Regions from separate parts of the Ovis aries genome. Here region 1 is linked to region 2. A link is a contact called in public Hi-C data. All regions are on one chromosome and are shown on one strand. The core of a region is the stretch at or near the end of the contact, and the rest is flanking DNA. Distances in the headings are between cores, read along the strand shown.

Evidence for each region. Hi-C and Micro-C count contacts between places; a contact is called where the count stands out from the background.
Region 1: a Hi-C map of liver shows a contact between it and region 2, with 2.5 times the contacts expected there. The contact joins the promoter of TP53INP1 here to the promoter of CFAP418 in region 2. A contact is called at or near these places in 2 of 16 Hi-C or Micro-C datasets (liver and tail adipose tissue).

The regions. Positions count from the first base shown.
Region 1 is chr9:82,322,797-82,326,536 of ARS-UI_Ramb_v3.0, reverse strand. TP53INP1 (tumor protein p53 inducible nuclear protein 1) reads right to left here and starts at 2,168. Exons shown (of 5, transcript XM_042254468.1): 1 at 1,994-2,168. It overlaps LOC121820316, which reads left to right. Exons shown (of 4, transcript XM_042254065.2): 4 at 1-411.
Region 2 is chr9:81,975,775-81,979,507 of ARS-UI_Ramb_v3.0, reverse strand. CFAP418 (cilia and flagella associated protein 418) reads right to left here and starts at 1,831. Exons shown (of 6, transcript XM_004011826.6): 1 at 1,643-1,831. The coding sequence starts at 1,797. TRNAS-AGA (transfer RNA serine (anticodon AGA)) reads right to left here and starts at 2,361; the gene lies at 2,280-2,361.

The DNA of each region.
Region 1 (3,740 bases), core at 919-3,418, 350 kb before region 2:
GCATCTGTGGGTCTGAGTGTCTTTATTGGCAAATGTTCCTATAGTCATCAGAGTTGTGATTCACTCAATGTTTATTGTATGTGACAGATCTGAGGCACTTATTTGTCCCATTTGACTAATAAGGAAACTGAAGCTCAGAAATTAAGTAACTTGCTCAAAAGTGACAGAGCTGTTCAGGAGTGGGGCCTGCGTTGGAGCGGAAGTCTCTCTGGTTCCCAGGACCTTGCGCTCTTGCCCCCTACCCCCAGCGCGGGATGTCTCAGGCCCCTTCCAGCCTCAACTCTGGCTCTATGAACTTTGGAGAACTGCACTTTTCAGTTGGTTTTGGCTGCCAGTAGGCGGCTCCAAAAACATTTTAAATTAAAAAAAAAAAAAAAAACACCACAACTTTGATGATTTAACTCCTAACTATGTGTACAGTTGTGGCTTCTTGACAGTTTCGAAATATCAGGTGGCCAAACTAACATATCATCATCAAAAAGCAGCTCAAAATGATCTCTTTATCCCACCCTCTCTCACTAGTTTAGAAGAATAAATGTGCTGATTCAAGTAATTTTATATCAATTTTAAACTGTAGAAAAACCAAGCCAAGAAAGTTGTCTTCGCTTGTTCCACTCTATCCAGCCTACTCAACCAACTACAAGGAGGTTATTCTCCCCAGGATCCACCAGGTTGGCTCTGAAGCCTTGAATGACAGTGAACAAAGACAGCAATAAACAGTAATTCACAGCCTGTTAACCCTGAAGTTTGAAAGTGGGACCATTCCCAAGAGAACTATGAGCAATCAATGAAGCATTCACAGAAAAGAACAAAAGATAAAGATACAAAAACAAACCAGACCTTAGTCTTAGAAATTAGCAAGGTCCTGGTTCCAGGCTGGAACCTTCGAAAATTATGCTGCCAGTTTAGGGTTATAGTGACCGTGCCTTAAAAGCAAAAGCTTCCTAGCGCTTTTTGCATCTGCAGTGAAAAAGATATTTCAGTTACCAAGCAAGTGATTTCCAGATCTTGGGGCTCCTCATTATTACCTCTGTTCAACCACCCCAGGGGACACTTTCCACTCCCCTTTCTCAAAACTACTCTGTCCTCAGAAAGGGTTCTTGTCTCAATGATGGAAAGGGGGAGAGGCCCTCCTCCTTAATCTCCTCGAAATTGGAATTAACACAGGAGACAATGAGCAGATGTAATTAGGAAATACAATTAAAAAAGAAAACACACAAGGAATCCCTACAGAAAACTCATCTTCAACTTGAAACACCATTTCCTTCTACCTGGCTGTGTGGTCTTGAGTAAGTTAAGTCCATCTCTCTGGGCCCTCAGGTTTCCTATCTGTAATACAGCCTAACTTCACAGGATTATTGTGGGAATTGAGTTAATGCACGTAAAATCCTCACCGAGTCTGTGGCCCACACTAAGCACCCAATGAGCGTGCGTGATCAAAATGATGAGGATTTTAACTACGATGAGAGATAAAGTGCCTACCACAGGTGCAACCTCCACCAGTGATAGGTAAGTAAGATCAAAGCAAGAGTCAAGGAACCTACCAACGACAGGCGGGCGAGCGCCGGTCGCGGGGTGGCGGAGCCGCCGCGCGCCGGGAGGGCTGGCCGAGCAGCCGAGAGCCCTGCAGGCTGCGCCCCGGGGTAGCGGGGGCCGCCGCGCTCGCCCCTCCGGGGCCCGGAGCCCCCGACGCCCAGTCCTGGGCGGGCAGCCCCAGTCCAACGGCGGAGGGCAGGAGGCGGAGTGAGGAGGAGAGAGAAGAGGAGGTCAGTCCCGCGGCGGCCCCGGGAAAACAGGCCACGCTCGGGGTGGGGGGAGGCAGAAACCAAACACCCAACCGCCGCCCCGCGCCCGCGCGCACCCCCGGGGCCGCCGAGGTGGTGGGCTGCCGGCCCGCGGGTGCGAGTGGAGACCGGGGTGGGGCCGCACCGACCGCGGCCCGAGGGGCGATCCGGAGCGAGTGGCCCTGGACGCCGGCCCCGCCCGCACTTACGTGGGCCCGACCGGCGGCCGGACGGTCGGCGAAGGCAGCCGGCGGGGACCCGCGCGCGGGCGGCTGAGGTAGCTGCGGCTCCCGGACGGCGGGGCGCGGGGCGCTGGGCCGCTCCAGCCCTCCTGAGGCCGCGCCGCTGGCCGCCGCCGGCGCGTCCCGCTCCTTTTGTTGTTGTGCAGCCTCGGAACAGCTGATCCGCCGCTGCGCCCGCCCGTCGGGCCCGCCCGCCCGGACGCCCCGCCCCGGGGCGGGGCCAGGCCCGGCCCCACCAATCAGCGGCGCGCGGGCCCTGGGGCCACCCTGCGAGAGGCTGTCACTAACGCACGTGACCTGGCGCCGGGCCGGGCGATGCTCCGGAGCTAGAAACAAGCCCGGGCAACAACGCCCGGGCGCCCAGCGGGGAGAGAGGGGCCGGCGGAAGGCGGGGGTGCTGGGGGCTGGGCCGGGGGCGAACCAACGCGGAAACCCGCCCCGGAGGGTGAGGACCAAGCAGACCTGCACGCCGAAAAGAAGAACCCTGACCCCAGCTGTCCCTTTGGCCGAGCGTCTGGGGGCACACAGGGACACAGAGTTGCTGTGAGAGGAAAGCTAAGGGCCTTGGGAGTGATGGAAGCCCAAGACGGTGAGGCAGGTCCGCTTCACGTCTTGGCCGTCGTGGGAAGGAAGGGCTGGGCGTGCCGTGGGTACAGGCGTGCCGCCCACCCAACCTCCTTAAGACCAGGAGCCAGGCGCCCACCTTGCTGTGGTCGCTGACTCTGGGAGCTGACTGACCTTGTCTACTGGCTCGGGACGCAAGCCGGCGAGGCAGAAGAGGCCCGTGAGACCAGACGTTGAAGGCAGAGACGCCAGGAGATGTAGGCTCTCAGCTCCAGAAGACAGGAGAACCCGGAGGAAGAAGACGGGTCCCCGTCCAGGCTCTGCTCTGACCCAGGAAGCCGATGGCCTCTGTTCTGGTGTTTACACAGCACAAAACCATGGGCATTTACCAGAGGCCTATCTTGCTCACCTGGTTATTTATAGTGAGAGGAATGTAAGACAGAGGGCTTGAAAATATTTTCCAAACCAAAGCTCTGTCCGGTATAGACGGATTCACACTGTCTGGCAAAGGCAAAGTAGTCATTTCGACGTGTCTCCACCTTCACGTGCCTTTTGTTTGGACTGAGATGCAGTTCTCTGACCCAGGATGAAATTTGGATAGAGACCCTGAACAGGTGTGTCACACGTTAAGGATCTGAAAGGCTCTGGCCTCCTGATCCTCAGGGGCATCCTGTGGCCAGTCTGTTTCCAGCAGTACTAGTTTTAAAGGGTGTAAAACATGGGGGTGGTCTGACACCCAGGAGTAATAACCAAAATTCAGGGGCCACGTGACTTTTTTCTCAGAAGATAGAGCAAAGCATTAACTTGGATTTTGGCAAATCAAGCTCATCTTCGTATTTTCTCTTGATTGTCATTGCTAATATTACATGCCCCCAAATCTCGTTTCTTCTTAGGAATTTACCAAAAGACCGTCTTGTCATTCAGAACCCAGGCGTGATGATAATTCTAAGAGTCTGATTTCTTAAAAGGTCACAGCGAGACCTACCTTTTTCCAGTGTGATAAGATTTATCATTATTAAAGGCAAAATGTGGAAGCATATAATACCTTGTTACGACAGAGAAAATGACCTGAGGTAGATGCTGATTCCAAAGATGGTCACACCGGTATCTCCATCATGAAGTCTGTGTTTTCTTCTGTTTGAATTGGGGC
Region 2 (3,733 bases), core at 582-3,081:
CAATTTACCTTTAAAAATATACTGCCAAGTGAAAAGTTTTAACATGTGAATAACAGTAGTACTGGCTTGCTACAGCTTCTGTAAATGTATTATTGAAGAATTTGACTTAGTATGGTGGGATGGGGTGCGAGGATTATGGATGGATTTTACAGAGAGAGAGAGGCATAAAAGGACCTGTGCTTGGAAAGGATCTGTCCATCTTACTAATCCTTACCATTTTCAGCAGCCAGCTCCAAGTCATCCTATCCCTCTGTGCTAGTTCTCCTAAGATGAATAGGCTCTGGAAGGCTCTTTGATAAATTCTCTCCACCCTCAAAGGAGTGAATAAAAAGAACAAAGAAACTGCAAGGTAACACTGCTGTAGGACAGGAATGGTAGATCTGCTGGAAATCAGTACAGAAGGATGTCCAGCCTTCAAGATAACAATATACAAATTAATGAGAGTGATATTTACATATACAGTCAAGTGAGCCTTAGCTCATTCAAAGCAGTCATTTTAGTTGGCTCAATATTTATTTCTTAGAATGCTGTCCAGCACTCAACTAATTTTACGAACGTCTGTTTCTGAACTTTAGACTCTGGAACGTTTTTATTGTGACAGTGAGTTTTTAAACAAACATATGTCATCAGAGGTAAATCTAGTACATTGGGAAGCAATGGTGCTGGGCTCTGGGAAATCACACAGAGGTTCACAAAAACAAAACAAAACCCACAGATGCAACCGTCAATGAACAAGACTGACTCTCTTAGTTTGCTCCAAAGCTGCCTCCGTGTAATTCCACAAGAGTTCCCAAGAGATTCAAGCAAGAGTTATTGCACAGCCTCTCAAGTTATCACTTTGAAGGCCTATAACTCACTCTGGCAAAAATGGAACTGAGGGGAAGTGGAGATAAGAAGAAAGTCACTGCTATTTAATAATTACACAGAAAAAAAAAAAAAAAGACTGACAAACATGAAAGATATTTTCTGGATCAAAAACCAAGACTTTAAGAAATTTCCCCAAATTTCAATTTGGATGCCTGAGATCCTCTGGGACCCTTAGTTGGGGCCCTGGGTAGAAGGATGGTGGTGGGATTAATAGAGTGTGACCAGTAACTAAACCTTTTATCTGAAATGCAACCTCATTCAATTCTGAGCTTCAAAGGGAAAAACAACAACAAATGATGGACTAGAATGCAAACGTTTTCTCCAACAACTGGCCCAAGGATTGTTCTGCCTGGGGAATGGGGTCCCCGCACCTGAAAAGGGGACGAGGATCACTCACGCAGACGTAGGCCCGGGTCACCGTGACCCCCCTTGGGGTTCTAGAGCAGGGGCCTAAGCTGCACCCTCTCTGCCCCACTGGCAGCCCCGGGACGCGTCCGGGTGGAACAGACCTGGGGAAGCCGCGGGCTTTCAGAGGCGGGGCCTGCTCAGGGGCGGAGTCGGGCCTCGGGGAGAGATGCTAAGATCCTCGAGGACAGGCGCGGGAGTACGTGCGGCCCCGGACAGTGAGGAACTGAGGGTCTGGGCCGGAACGCGGAGAGGTCGTGGGCGGGGGTGAGTGGGTGGGCGTACGTTTCTTTCGGTCTGGCGGCGGAGGGGTGGCCTTAGGGCCTGGAGCAGGCTTCACCACAACAGCCCACCCCTCCCGCCTGTTAACCTGAGATTCTCTTTCGCCTCGGCTCGGTTCTGGTCGTTGCTGAAGAAGCCGCCGCCGCCGCCTCTGGGCCGCTCGACCGTACCCAGTCTCAGTGGGTCTGGTCGGCAAAACTTGGACTCCACCTCATCCAAGAGCTCGTCTAGGTCCTCCGCCATCTTGTATTCTCACGTCTTGCTCCCGGGTCGCTCTGGCACCCGGTGGTTTCCAGGGGCAACGCGAGGACCGCCCCCCCCCATCCCCTCCCGAGGCGCGCTCCTCGTCGCCCCCCGCGCATGCGCGCGCCGTTTCCGAGTCTCGCGAGGCTTGGTTGCTGACAGGCTCGCGCGAAGAGACTCGGTAGGGTAGCGAGGCCCCCGGGCCGCGCGAACGTTCCGGCGCCGGGGCGGGAGGTCGGCGTTGTCCGTTTCTGCGCTACTGGCTTTCCTGTTTCCGATTGTCTGAAGTGTTTTGTCCCGTCTCCCTTTCCTCCTGGACTCAGGTTGTAACCACAATCGCCCGACTCCCTAGCTCTGTCATCGCCTCCTCGTCCAGCCCCCTTGGGGTCCCAGTCGTATCCCAGACGTTCATAAATTCCTTAAATGTCTGCAGAGAAGCCTGCAAAAGAGAAATAAGCACCTGTGTCAAAATGTTAACTTCCCGTAGTCGGCAGGATTCGAACCTGCGCGGGGAGACCCCAATGGATTTCTAGTCCATCGCCTTAACCACTCGGCCACGACTACTGCTGGTGATGGTTTTGGCAGTGAGATCTATGTAGAGCTTGCACACAAGTGTCTAGTAACAGGTATGTTTGCATCACGAGGAAAACACTACAAAGCTTTTCTGTCAGATTAAGCGCACATTTGAATGTTTTAGTTCTTAGTAATTTTAGTTTCTCAGAGGGGATCTTGAGAGTATCGGCAATCAGAAAAAACGGAATTTTAGTAAAATCGCTAGTTAGTCAGAAAACAAGAGAGAGGGAAGAAAGGTTGGTGCTGCTGTACCCTGGCTTGCAGAGGTCTGCATTTTTCCGGAGATAACTGGGAATCTTAGGGCCCTGGATCAGCCTCCCGGCCTCCTTGCGTGATCAGCTCCACTCCCCCGCCGCTGTCTAAGCACAAACAGCTCCAGGACTCTTTACCCACTACGCACTAAAATAGTGTTCCCCACTGATTGAAATTCACTATGCAGGGCTAGAATGTCCCACAGTGTCTTAAAGACACTGCTCGGAAAAGTATGATGTGTGGTACACCTGCAAGATATTGTCTCTCCTGTAAATACTATGTTTGCACACTGAAACCAGAACTTTTGAGTATTTCTGAAAGGGAATTGCGTAGAGGTTGGCAACCTTGGAAACTCTGGAGATACTTCGATCGAAATGAATTAGTAGCTTCATTTACTTGGGTTTTTTGTTGTCTGTTCAGAATATCTATTAAAGATATTCTGATAGATATTCTGAACAGACAACCTATGATGGAGCAAATGTAGAGCCAACCTTTCAGTATTCATGACTTTTGGGAGCCAGTTGTTAAATGCAACCCCTATTAAAAAATTAAATTATGTAAACTTACAGTTAAATTAACTATATTAAAAAACAAAAACAGTAGTCAAAATTCACCATGGTCTGATTATTACCCTACATTTTATTATAATTTATGTTTGAGGTTATTTACATCTGTTGTATCTGAAATAGTATACAGTGGTCTATTGTTGTGAACCTCTTCCTAACTTCCCATTCAGCGATGTCACTTGGGTAGCTTGAAATTAGGCTTCCTGGGTGTATTTACACCACGGATATTGCAAATGGTACAAAATACTTTTCTTGCTAGAGCTAGTTGTCAGGCACTTAGCAGCATGTCACTAATGTTTACCACCAAGCAAATCTTGAATATTCCAGCAAGGCAGCATTCCCCTTACCTGTCAGGCTTCCCTGGTTGTTACTTTAACTATCAGAATCTTGTTGCATCGTATGAGGTCCCACTCAGTATATTGATATTTTGTTTTGTTTTTCCCCAACTTGCCTTGCTGGGTGATTTCTACTCAGAACTGACCTCCAGCAGAAAGACAGGAATAAACCACTTGATACTGAAATTACCCTTGCAATATGGTTCCAGG